2 separate regions of the Mus musculus genome follow, and region 1 is linked to region 2. A link is a contact called in public HiChIP or PLAC-seq data. All regions are on one chromosome and are shown on one strand. The core of a region is the stretch at or near the end of the contact, and the rest is flanking DNA. Distances in the headings are between cores, read along the strand shown.

Region 1 (2,913 bases), core at 140-2,639, 250 kb before region 2:
CTGGCCCTTATTGACTTCTTTAGCCTCATTTCTTCCCTGTTTCCTTTTTACCCACAAGGCTTTTCCTCACCTCTGGACCTCTGATGGTGTGAATCCTTCCCATTTCCTGTTAACTCCCTTCGCATGGGTGTGTCCTACCCACCCCTCCGGACTCAGCTTGCTGGTGTTCCCCATGGGTACCTATCTCCAAATTACCACTGTCAGATTTTCTGATTTCCCTCCCTTGGTCCTCACTTAACTGCTTAGGAGACTGGAGATAGCAGTCTGGTGGTGTGCACTGGGGGAGGAGGAGATAGTGTTGTGATGTCCATGTTCATTGCTTATTATGGGTTAGGCATCATTCTGAACATGTTGATACAAACTCACTTGATCTTCACAAGAATCTAGAGACAGCTTCTGTTTATACCTTCATTCTAAAGAAGATATTGTATGAAAGGGTTACATGCCTTGCTTGAAATAGCTAAGAATGTATGTTCAGGGCCTGGCCTCAACCCAGGCAATCTGTCTCCAGGGCTTACACACACATTTGCCAGGCGCCTGCCTCTCTACAGACAATAAAAGGAAAGTCTGCAGAGTGAAGTGCTGCTACCCCGGGGGAGGGTACAAAAGGACCCTCTGGGGTAAAAGAGGGAAACATGATCTTTTTATTTCTGATTATCTGATCTAAAAAAAACAAAACCAAAAAAACCACTTCAGTAATATGCAGCATACAGACTGACCAGGGACCCTTATCTCAGCTGAGGGTCAATCCATGTAAATCCATATTAGTACAATTTCATATTGTTCTGACTTCCTCAAAGAACCAAGCGGGCATCTGTTGCAGTGCTCGCTAAGTGGATTAATGCCCTAAGCGTTTTTGTCCTATTTAAACTAACGCTCATAGAGTGGATGAATTTTCAAAGAATCACATTCTAGAGGGTGTGGTGATGCTCGCTTGTAATCTCAGAACTCAAGGGGAGGAGGCAAAAAGATCAGTTCAAGATCCTCGTACACACAAGGAGTTCAAAGCCAGCCTAGGCTTTACTAGACTCTGTCTCAGAAAACAAAACAAAACAAAAAAAAAAAAAAATATATATATATATATATATATATATATATATATATATATATATATTTCATGCAGTGTACTACAGACGGGTCATCAAACCCAGGAATAGCACAGCCTGCAACGCCTCAGCGTTCCCGCGCATGCGCAGATCCGTGTTATCGCGGGGTAGAGGGTGGGGCCTTATAGCCGCATCCCTTTCCTTTCCCCCTCTTGTTTTTTTTTGGGGGGGAGGGGCAGGGGTTTACTGTCTCGCATTGTGATTGGACGAGCTATGGTCGGGGGTAAGCGATTGGGTGAAGTTTCTGCCTCTCTCCCAGAAATTTGCTCCGATTGGCTGAGATTCCGCGACGCGCTGTGAGGTCATCCGTACTGCGACGTCCGGCAGATTGTGGGGCTGGCAGCGCCCGGTTGTTATTGGCTGCTGTGCGGTCCGGGTCGCCCGGGATCCGGCCGCAGCGGGTTTCCTCGAGTTTGGAACCCAGGCTTGGTAACTTAGTAAGCAGCTAGGAGCAGTCAGTCCCCTGCAGATACAGAACACCGGGCTGTCTGTCTTGTGTTTCAGAGACGGGGTTTCTCACTCAAGTCACGCTCTGTCTGGGCAGCGAGCTGCTGAAGTCATCCTCCTGTCTCCGCCTTTCCAGCTCTGCGGTTTTCCACCACGCATGGTGCTGGAGATTGAAATCACGTCCTCCTGCCTTCATGGCTAGCCGTTTTCCCACCGAACTCTTTCCTTAGCCACCACTAGTCAAAGGCCAGTTGCTGGGCGGCCTTATTAACCGGTCTCTGGTGGCAGGAGAGGAACTTCAGGGGAAGTGTAACCAGCCAAAGGCTTTGCAAAGTTGGTCTGAAGTTCTGAGGCCTGTAGAAAGCGAATCGTACCCAACCACATTTTGTTATTGATCTTGTTTGGTTTTTTGTTTTTCCAAGGCAAAATCCTCTCTATAGTCTTGTTTGTCCTGGTTCTGACTTAAAAAAAACACCAGGTATGAACATGAGGCACATGTATACGTGCAGACAAAATACTCATGCACATCAAATACATATCTAACAAAACCACAAAATAATAATAAAAGTGGAGAGCTATTAGGAAGGCATGTAAGGTCGCCTGTGGCCTCCAGGAGTTCATGCAGAAATGTTATAAATTAGCTGGGCGGTGGTGGCACACGCCTTTAATCCCAGCATTTGGGAGGCAGAGGGAGGATTTCTGAGTTCGAGGCCAGCCTGGTCAACAAAATGAGTTCCAGGACAGCCAGGGATACAGAGAAACCCTGTCTCAAAAACCAAACAAACAAACAAACAAAAAGTTATAAATTTGTCAAAGTGGACCAACTGTCCTCAGAGAAATGAGAATACTTGTACACAAAAGTTTATAACAGCTGTGACCAGAAAGATGTACCCACCCTCATTAGTCCCCAGCTCATGTGTGTTGTTACTGGACCTGCGTGGGGAATGGGCGGGTGTGACTAAGGATCCCAGCAAATACAGTGGAATCCTTGGGGCTGACAACAGTTGCAGAGGTGATTGATGGTTGTGCTCTTGGGACATGAGGAAGGGACCATGAGCTAAGGGACTAACGATAAACTCGACAGCATTTGGATCTCTTAAGAAGCAGACTGAAGGCTGGAAGATGGCTCAACGGGTAAGAGCACTGACTGCTCTTGCAAAGGTCCTGAGTTCAAATCCCAGCAACCACATGGTGGCTCACAACCACCTGTAATGAGATCTGACGCCCTCTTCTGGTGCATCTGAAGCCAGCTACAGTGTACTTAGATATAATAATAAATAAATCTTTAAAAAAAAAGATTGTTTTAAAAAGAAAGGAAGAAAGAAAGAAAGCAAGCAAGCAAGCAAGCCGGGCATGGTGG
Region 2 (2,700 bases), core at 19-2,518:
CAGGCTTCATTCTGCGGCTGTAAGCTGCTCTCAAATGAGATCCAGTAACAAAATGTATGAATATTGGCCCTTACTAGGATACACCAAGGTTAGAAATCGCCTCAGGTCACGTTTAGTGTCAAAATGAGTTATGAAAATACCAAATCCAAGTTATCAAACCTTTGGAAGATTTACACAGTATTCAGGACATAGCAAGGAACCTGAGGAGATCGCTGGGCTCATCTGAACTTGGAGTGGGTAGAGAATAGTCCAGTTTCAAGGTAGAAGTGGACCCCTGGGTTCCCAGCCTCAAGGGCCTTGTGCTCCCTCATCTTGCCTCAGTCTGGGTGGAGCAATCAAGAACAATGCGGAGGGGCCACTCGAAACGCCCAGGCTGGCTATCCAGTGGCAGGAAGAAACTGGCTGTCCTGCCCAGGGTACTACAGCATTCACATTTGGTGGCAACTGCCCTAACGCCCATTCCCAAACTGCTCACAGCGTCAGAGGTCCGTCCACAGGGCATCGAAGCTGACCGGATTACAAGTTCGGGTCTTAGAGGATGGATCAGATAGATCATCATGGAAGTATGACCCCCACCTTCCTTAACAGTTCTTCCAGGGAATTGTTGCTGTACCCAGTTCCACAGCTGAGGGGAGCCTTCTGCTCCCCCAAGCCCTTAGGGGAGCCCCCTGGGCTGACCTCTTGCTACCCAGGGCTTGCAGGTTCTGACTCCTTACCCGTGGGGTGCTGCAGTCTGCCCCAGCGTGCACAGCCCTCTGCCTGGGCCTCCATGGTTTGGATATAAGGTGACAGGGTGCATGCTTACCTAAGCTCAAGGTCAGGTTAACAGAGGTGGGGTACTGCACCCCGAAGGCCATGGATGGGCTCTGCCACCAGGTGCTGTCATCGGGGCTGTGGAAGTCTGTGAGGTAGGAGGCGTCGTGGCGTCGTCCGGGGTCAGCATCGTCGCAGCGCTGGCACTGTAGCCCAGCCCCTGGTGCCCCCACGTGTGGACAGAAGTCCTCCGGGGGCCGTCCGCACGTGTGGGAGGCCTCGGCGCGTCGGCCGAACGCCGCGTTCTCGAACTCAGGCAGACAGCGCTGTGCGCGTCCCACACCGTCGTAGCAAGAGCCCATGTCCGCGCCTGCCGCGAAGTGTGTCTCCTGAATCACCAGCGCCATCGATGCCACCGTTGCCAGGAGGGACAGGACCCTGGATACAGCCATGGTCCTCGCCCCGCTCTGCACTGCTCCGGGATCCACTCTACGCTGCGGTCTGCGCTTAGCCCCTCTGCGCTCCACTGGCCCCTGGAGTCCTCCCCTGCAGGCGGAACCCGACGGCATCTGAGGGCGGGACCCATGCAGGCGACACCCCACCATCCGAGCTCCGTCCCTTCGTGCTCACCCCCACCTGCTGGACGTGCCTGGGAGTGCCTGCTTGTTCTGGCTGGGTCGTGGACTCGGGAACTGTGAACCTGGCTCCACAGTCCTCCCTGCAAAATGGTCTCGGTAGAGACACCAAGTTATTCTGCTAATGCGGCTCTTCTATGGAAGCTCTGCACTTGTGTACCTTCCTGAGCTGAAAGGCAAGACAAGCGCAGGTCTTCACCTGACAGAATGACCTTTGGCAGTTTTCCTCCGTACCTGTCCAGTGTTCTCTGTCAAAAGTGTTGCGCTCCTGGCGTCTCCTCCCAAAGCAGATATTGTCACCTGGGATTTATCAAAAGGCTTCCTCTTATCAACAGAGGCCTCCCCTTCTCTCCACCAAACTAATGTCCTTCCCAAGGCACCTTCTGGCCCTTGTAGACAGTAAAACAAAATGATCCCATGGGAGCGGGACACCGTCAGATTCCCACAGCCACGGTTGGATAGATCCAGTAAGACTCCAACCCTGCATGAAAGTTATGATCAGGGTTAAGGAAGTGGTTCTCTTGGGGTCTGGCATGGGTAGTCAGGGGTACAGGGCAAATTGTGGTAGGGAGCCTTGTGCTAGCCCCCTCTGGGGCCTCCTTCCTTACACTGCTAGCTAGATACAGGATCACAAGGACACCTTGAGAGGAGGACAAAGGCAAGTTTGGGATGAAAATGGACTCCTGTTGCTGTGGACGCGGACCACCAAGGAGGCCCATGTTCTTTGCCTCTGTCTGCAGAGCAGACTCCTGCACCCCTAATATCTCTTAATCAAGGGCTCAGCTTGGGTGAGGTCCTTAGATACTGTCTCAATTCAACCTACAAGGCTTCTATTGATTTCCTTGAGAGACTGAGTAGGCGAGAGACCCACACTGCACAACACAGAAGCCATTAGTCACATGATATCTGGGCCCCTTCTGTATCACCCATGGGGCTGTGGCAGAGCCCACACCTTGTCTCACTAAGACTGCCCCCGAATCTTCTCCTTCTATCTGCCTTTGCAGCCAGGGTCCCTGGAGCTAGCTTCTGTCCTTCTGGACGAATATTCTGGTATACATGAGGTCCCAGAGAAAGAAGGTTTCTCTACATATTTCACTTCTATAGCCTGTGTTGAGATCCCTGTGTGCTAACCATAGCCCTAATGGTGCACGCATGTGCACACGAGCACACACACACACACACACACACACCTCTGCTGCAGTCAGCACCAGCTGTACTGTAGTGACAGTGGCTTCCCTGGGAACAGTGTTCTGTGTGGCAGCCTCTGAGGTCCCTCCAACCTTCCACTGAGCACATACAACAGAAATTTCTA

Evidence for each region. HiChIP or PLAC-seq counts read pairs in DNA pulled down with a chosen protein or histone mark.
Region 1: a contact with region 2 is called in an H3K4me3 HiChIP or PLAC-seq map of embryonic stem cells, with 12 read pairs. The contact joins the enhancer-like site here to the promoter of Lamc3 in region 2. A contact is called at or near these places in 2 of 39 promoter capture datasets (hippocampal neurons and stem cell-derived epiblast-like cells), 3 of 484 Hi-C or Micro-C datasets (the AML12 cell line and embryonic stem cells) and 5 of 115 datasets of contacts at active chromatin or transcription factors (Th17 cells, embryonic stem cells, fetal liver and 1 more).

Annotation. Positions count from the first base shown.
Region 1 is chr2:32,136,472-32,139,384 of GRCm38.p6, reverse strand. No RefSeq gene overlaps it. Among named protein-coding and RNA genes, the nearest start is that of Prrc2b, 13 kb to the left of the region's middle. Within about 2 kb of position 1,389, at least 336 of the 459 cell types and tissues checked have an H3K27ac peak or open chromatin away from gene starts, as enhancers often do. A contact at or near this core is called in the AML12 cell line, Th17 cells, embryonic stem cells and 2 more, where this site is marked.
Region 2 is chr2:31,885,849-31,888,548 of GRCm38.p6, reverse strand. It overlaps Lamc3 (laminin gamma 3), which reads right to left and starts at 1,268. Exons shown (of 28, transcript NM_011836.4): 1 at 806-1,268. The coding sequence starts at 1,205.